Linked DNA regions of Macaca mulatta: region 2 is linked to region 1. Evidence: chromatin contacts called from public Hi-C data. All regions are on one chromosome and are shown on one strand. The core of a region is the stretch at or near the end of the contact, and the rest is flanking DNA. Distances in the headings are between cores, read along the strand shown.

Region 1 (3,550 bases), core at 945-3,444:
TGAGTTTACTTGGACTCATGCAAGAAGCTTCTCTCCAAGACCTTTTTCCCCCAGATAGTATATCACCCAGGAAATTCCAATTCCAGGGCTACAAGTCCCTGTCCAATTTGCTGTCCATGGTTTGAGGACGGGATTTCTCTTTTTTCCAAGGACAGTTTATGCTGGAACAGCACATTAAGTGGATCGCCTTGGTCAGAAGTCCCAGAGGGGGTCCAGGTGACTTGCTCTCAAAGGACATAAGTAGTCACACCTACCTTCCATTTTTTTCTGCCCTTAGCTGGGGGCGGGGATGAAGAACTCTATTTTGAAGATTCTGTGAAAAGGGTTGCAATACAATCTGTTCTATCTCTTTGCAGGAGCCTGGGTGAGTTTTTTCTCCCTATCCTGGATCTGTGTAGCTCCATCTGTGGAATGGGAGAGTTGGATTAACACCAGGCTATCCCGTAGATTGGAGGCTGCTGTTAGATGAAACTGCGAAGTGTTCTCAGTACCCTTTCCTAAATGGCCTAGAATATGGCTACACTTCTACATCAGTTCTGAGGTAGGTGTTACTAGCCTCCTTTTTACAAAGGCAGAAACAAAGCGCAAAGAAACTTGCCCAAGGTGACAGAGCGGGTAAGTAGTGAAGCCAGGATTGGAACCCCAGGAGCCTGACTTAGGTCGCTGCTCTTAACTACCATGCAGACCCAGAAACTGAGGCTCCGAAGCGGGGAAGTCATCTAATGAGGGTCACACAGCCTTGCGACAGCGGAGGCAGCTGGGATTCCGACCTCGCACGCCCGAGCTTTGGCCACCGTGCGGCGCTGTCGGGGCAGCAGCCCAGGCATCCCCTCAGTTCTTGCTCACGTCCAGCGCCCATCTCCCCCTTCCGTGCCCCAGAGGTTGAAATGGGTCCACTCTGTGTTGAAGCTGCTTGTTTCTGGGTCCTGGAGGGAGGCCAGGGGAGAAAGAGGTCTAATAGGATGGGCAGGAACCTGGCTGGTGAGAAACAAGGCACAGGGCCAACCTTACTTGCACAAGACTTTTGAGATGAAGGCAACACTTGGTCGAGGTTAGGGTTCACTGACCGGGTGTTGGGCGGGGGGCGGAGGGGGTCCTGCCGCCTGTCGGTGGGGCCCAGAACCCTGGGAGCCAGGAAGGTAGGGGGTGTCCAGTCCTCAGGGCAACTGGGGCCAGGGAGAGGAGAGGGAGAAATTAAGCGGATTCCCAGACCCGTGAACAGACACACCCAGGCAAATGCCGTTTCCACAGAGACTCATGGAGAGTGAGACAGTCACAGAGACCGAGACAAACGGATGCCGAGACCGAGAGGGTCGGAGGACAGGCAAACTCGGAGCGGCAGACCGGCCCGCGCCCCAGGAACGCGGCCACAGCTGCAGCCGCTCTGCCCGGCCTCCCCACGCGGAGAGGGGTGGCGGGCTCGGCCGCGGAGGGAGGAGAGGGCGCCCCGCCGCAATCTCACCTCTCCCAGGCCCAAGGCTGCGGGCGCCAAGTTTGCTCCTGGTGATCACTCGAATGCGTCTCCTCTCGGGCCGGAAGTCGTGCGAGCTCGGGTGGGAGCCGCGGGCCGCGCTGGGGCAGCGTGGGTCCCGGCGTCTCAGGCTCGCGCTCCCACTGCGCTACGGCCCCAGTGGCCCGGGCGCCGCCTTGGGAAGAGGACGGGTGGGGGCTGCTGCCACTTCCCTGGCTGCGGCTGGCGCCCGAGTGAGCCTTAACATCCAGGGGCTGAGCGTTCTGAAGGCGGCGGCTCCACAGAGCGCAGGGTGCAGGAGCAGCGGCGAAGACAAGGGCCCACCTCCGGCCACTCCAGCCCAGCTCCCGCCGCGGCGGCTGTTTGTTCCCGCCGGGCCCCTCAGCGGAGGCGCTACGCCCGCCCCTGCCGCCTCGCCCCACCCCGCCCAGGGAGCTCCGCCCTGGCCCGCGGCTCTTCCGCCTTAGGCAGCCGCTAGGCGGGAGGGACAGTCCCCCACCCCCAACCACTGCAACCCCGAGGGGACTAGGAGCTGAGGCCCGCCCAGGTAAGGAAAGGCCTCAGCTCCTTCCGCCCCTGCGGCGGGTCCCAGCTCGGGCTCCTGGGGTAGTGGCGGGGGCCGCCAACTGGGCGCGCCCTGGAAGGTGAGCGCGGCCGAGCTGGGCCGCCAGGGGGCGCTGCGGAGCCGGGGGACACCCCTCCCTGCCTGCCTTAGTCCCCCGCCCCCTCCCCGCCCGCGCGCAAAACGCACTCGCCCCAGAGGCAGCGCGGCCGAGCCGGAGCCGCTGCCGGAGCGGAGCCGGAGAGTGGCGGCGGCGGCGGCAGCGGCACCATGACCCTGGGCAGCTGCTGCTGCGAGATCATGTCCTCCGAGAGCTCCCCGGCCGCGCTGTCCGAGGCCGACGCAGACATAGACGTGGTGGGCGGCGGCAGCGGAGGGGGGGAGCTCCCAGCCCGCTCCGGGCCCCGCGCCCCCCGGGACGCGCTCCCCCATGGCCACGAGCCTCCCCCGGAGGAAGCCGAGGCAGACGTAGCCGAGGACGAGGAAGAGTCGGGTGGCTGCTCGGACGGCGAGCCCCGAGCTCTGGCGCCCCGGGGGGCGGCGGCCGCAGCGGGGAGCCCAGGGCCAGGCGCGGCGGCGGCCCGCGGCGCAGCGGGGCCCGGGCCGGGACCGCCGTCGGGGGGCGCGGCGACGCGGAGCCCTTTGGTGAAGCCGCCCTACTCGTACATCGCGCTCATCACCATGGCCATCCTGCAGAGCCCCAAGAAGCGGCTGACGCTGAGCGAGATCTGCGAGTTCATCAGCGGCCGCTTCCCCTACTACCGGGAGAAGTTCCCCGCCTGGCAGAACAGCATCCGCCACAACCTCTCGCTCAACGACTGCTTCGTCAAGATCCCTCGCGAGCCGGGCAACCCGGGAAAGGGCAACTACTGGACGCTGGACCCGGAGTCGGCCGACATGTTCGACAACGGCAGCTTCCTGCGGCGCCGCAAGCGCTTCAAGCGGCAGCCCCTGCCGCCGCCGCACCCACACCCGCACCCTCACCCGGAGCTGCTGCTGCGTGGCGGGGCCGCGGCGGCGGGGGACCCCGGCTCTTTCCTGCCCGGCTTCGCTGCCTACGGCGCCTACGGCTACGGCTACGGGCTGGCTCTCCCGGCCTACGGCGCACCCCCGCCGGGGCCGGCCACGCACCCGCACCCGCATCCGCATCCGCACGCTTTTGCCTTCGCCGCGGCAGCCGCCGCCGCTCCTTGCCAGCTGTCGGTTCCCCCAGGCCGCGCCGCCGCGCCTCCACCCGGACCTCCGACGGCCTCGGTGTTCGCGGGCGCGGCATCTGCCCCAGCTCCTGCGCCAGCCTCAGGCTCGGGCCCGGGCCCCGCAGGCCTGCCCGCCTTCCTGGGCGCCGAGCTGGGCTGCGCCAAAGCCTTCTACCCGGCGTCCCTGAGCCCTCCCGCAGCCGGCACCGCGGCGGGTCTGTCCACCGCACTTCTGCGCCAGGGTCTCAAGACGGACGCGGGCGGTGGTGCAGGCGGCGGGGGCGCCGGAACAGGGCAAAGGCCTTCCTTCTCTATAGACCA
Region 2 (3,407 bases), core at 640-3,139, 200 kb before region 1:
GGATTGCAATACAATGCGGAAGATTTTCTTTCTCCGCTTCTAATCCAAAAGAGGGGAGGGGAGGAAAGCAGAGGGGAATCCATCCATTCCCGGCGTGTTATCGGGGGGTTAATGTTTGCGTGTTCGCTGGGGGTTAATGTTTGCCTTATGACCAAGTCTCTGTGTCCGTGCCTCTCTCCATTTTCTCTTCCTACCTCAAACCCAGCAACTTAGAAAACGGCGGTAGCGGGGGAAAAAACCCGCTGCTTTGTTCTCCCGCCAAAGGAGCCAAAAGGGACAAACTGCTGCGCTCTACGATGATTATTTTAATTAAAATAGGATGTTAATGATGACGATTGTGATGGCGATGGCATTGGCAATTATAATAATTGACTAAACAAAATCCTTTCAACCCGAGCTAGGGCCCCACTAACCCGGTCCCCTCAAGAGCCCGGATTCGGCCTCGGTCTCGGATGCCACGGGTACCAGACCCAAGCGGCAACGTCGCTCACCCGAAGAGGGGGCGGGAAAATCTTCCCTGGAGGTGATCCCGAATGTCCCCACCCGAGGCGCGAGGCCTGGTTAATATGCCCATTGTCCTTTCGGGGCCTCTCCCTCGGACCCCGGCGGCCGCACCCACGAAACTGACCAGAAATGGACGAAGCCGGAGTGCAGCGGGAACCGAAGCCCGCAGCGACCGGCTCGAAGGCGCCGGCCTCGGTGAGCGCTGCTCAGCTTCAAGCCTGGAGGATCCTCCCATTCACCAACGAACCCCTCAAACACCGAGGCACAGGCGGGCCTCTGGGCAGAGCAGCCGCCGGCCCGGCTCTGTCCGCCCATCCAAGCCAACAACTGGCTCCCGAATACATCATAATTTGGAATAAAATGTGAAATCCCGCTCCCCGCCCCCATGCCGCCGCCCCCACCAGCGCCTCGATCTCTCGCTCGCCCTCCCCCCACTCCCGCCCCCAGCGATTTGCAAACGCACCTCTAAAGGACACAGGCACACAGGCACACAAGTCAGTGCGGACAGGACCACACAGGGTCCAGCCCCACAGAAGGGCAACAAACAAGCACCACTCAGCACTGCTCCAGAAGCCGACTTGGTCAGCCCCGCACACTGCCCAACAGGACACAACGAAATCGGTTAAACGTATCGGCTCACGGACACACAATCCAACACAGTCGGAATCACACTCGCCCGACATAACGAAGACACCACCCAAACACAGTCGCAGAGGCCACACACCCCCCCCCCCCCACAGAACCAGATCCCTGCTGAGAACGCCAACGGAGCACAATCGTGCGCAACGAAGAAAACACAGAAGGGCCTCAAAGGGTTCACATCTACACACCCCAACCGCGCAGGCACACCACACTGGGACACACAGCCTGTCGCCAAGAAGACCACACTCAGAAGCAGCCAACGCCGCCCACAGCTCTCATGAACGCACTCTCACAATCCCACCGCATGCACACAACCACGAAGAAGAAATGAAAACCAACCACCGCCTCGCGCATTTCTGTATATTGCGTAAGGAAAAGGGGGAAGGAAGGAAGAGAGTCTCCGAGGCGGGAGGGGCGGCGGCAGCCCGGGCGGTGGCGTCCGTGGAAAATGCCCCCCCCCCCATCGAAAGGAACCGAGGGAAAGGGAGCGAAGACCTCTTTTGCGGACGTGGGGAAAAAGAGGAGGAAATTGATGAGGAATTCGGTGGGAGGCCTCGGGTTGCTTTTCCCCTAGAAAAAGGCCAGAATGCTCACGTCTTTCCGCTACGGGGGTAGGTGTGTGGCCATTTTGAGGCCCGGTCCTGAGCGGCGGCGGCCCGGCCCCTCCCGCGGCCCCCGCTCCCCCGCCCGCGCCGCGCCCGCCCGGCCCCTCCACCGACGCGCTCTAATCCCACTCACGTTCCAGGCCTCGTTAGCATGGGCCGAGGCGCGCCGGGGCCGTGTGCGCTGCGGAGATAAGGCAGTGCCGCGGGTCCGCCCGCCCCCGATAAGCGCCTCGGCCATTATGGGCCAAATGATTCATTTTAATTTGGACGCGCTGTCTAGGACCCAGCAGATCCAGCCCCCATCTCGGATCCCAAGACCTCTCAGGAACCCCAGCTCCCCACAACCTCAGTCCCTTGACCTTCCAGACACCTTTCTTCAGCGACTCTCACCCCAACACTCTGTCCCTACCTCTGAAGACCACCATGATATCAAAATCGTCACCTCCCAGCGCTTCTTTCTTATTCTTCCTCCAGTGTCCCAGACACCCAGATTTCAATGGGCAGCCTCCCTATCCCAGAAAACTCCCCAGCCCTTCCCTACCTCTTCACCCCCTTCTAAAATAGAGCCGGTAACTCAAATTCATGGGCTCTACGGCGGCCTGGCAGAACTCCTGTCAACAGGGATATTAAAATGCCCATTCTGCTAGGTTTCAGGCTGAGCCCAGAGCCCAGGAACACTGCTCCCCACATGGTGTTTAAAAAAAAAAAAAAAAAAAAAAAAAAAAAAAAAAGTCGGCCGGGCGCGGTGGCTCAAGCCTGTAATCCCAGCACTTTGGGAGGCCGAGAGGGGCGGATCACGAGGTCAAGAGATCGAGACTATCCTGGCTAACACGGTGAAACCCCGTCTCTACTAAAAAATACAAAAAAAAAACTAGCCGGGCAAGGTGGCGGGAGCCTGTAGTCCCAGCTGCTTGGGAGGCTGAGGCAGGAGAATGGCATAAACCCGGGAGGCGGAGCTTGTAGTGAGCTGAGATCCCGCCACTGCACTCTAGCCTGGGCGACAGAGCGAGACTCCGTCTCAAAAAAAAAAAAAAAAAAGTTTAGTCTAGCGACTGAAACACTATTCTAGGCATTTTACAAATACTAACTAATCTGCTCTTCATAAACAATCCAGAGAAGTTGGATCCTCAATTTACAGAAGAGAAAACTGAGGCACATAAAGTCAAGTAACTTTTCGAATGATACATAGCTAGTGCTTGATGGAGTCTGCCTTAGAAGAAAATTTGGCACGGAGTCTTCTCTGCAACTCAGTTGATGAAAAGGGGCAGTCAAAACCTAGCCAGGGACAGGGACCTGGGATCAACTCATTGCGGGGACCAAGGTCTTTACTGTGGGGTAGGAATCTGAGTTCAGTGCCAGCTGGATGATGCGCTCAGCCCACGGAGGGTCTCTGGGTTCATTCTTTCATGGTGGAGTGGAAAGAACACATGTTCGAATTTTAGCCACTGATCTCTGAACCTCAGTTTTCTCATTTGTAAAATGGGGAGATAATGTCGACGTCACAAAATTGTGAGAACTAACTTATATGACCTTTAAAAGGTGGTGGTGAGGGTAATAATGTACGGAAAGTCCGTAGCCCAGGAAAACAGCATATGCACTTGCATGGGAGTTCTGGTTACCATCATAGAGAAAGAAATTAAGACACAGAGAGATGTG

Evidence for each region. A called contact is a pair of places that touch in the nucleus more often than the background predicts.
Region 2: a Hi-C map of fetal cortex germinal zone shows a contact between it and region 1, with 5 times the contacts expected there. The contact joins the promoter of TAL1 here to the promoter of FOXD2 in region 1. A contact is called at or near these places in 3 of 14 Hi-C or Micro-C datasets (fetal cortex germinal zone, fetal cortical plate and liver).

Annotation. Positions count from the first base shown.
Region 1 is chr1:193,257,221-193,260,770 of T2T-MMU8v2.0, reverse strand. It overlaps FOXD2 (forkhead box D2), which reads left to right and starts at 2,194. Exons shown (of 1, transcript XM_015138976.3): 1 at 2,194-3,550. The coding sequence starts at 2,304. It overlaps LOC114677425, which reads right to left and starts at 2,305. Exons shown (of 3, transcript XM_077983199.1): 1 at 2,223-2,305; 2 at 1,463-1,945. The coding sequence starts at 2,305.
Region 2 is chr1:193,459,551-193,462,957 of T2T-MMU8v2.0, reverse strand. It overlaps TAL1 (TAL bHLH transcription factor 1, erythroid differentiation factor), which reads right to left and starts at 1,889. Exons shown (of 4, transcript XR_013402274.1): 1 at 1-1,889.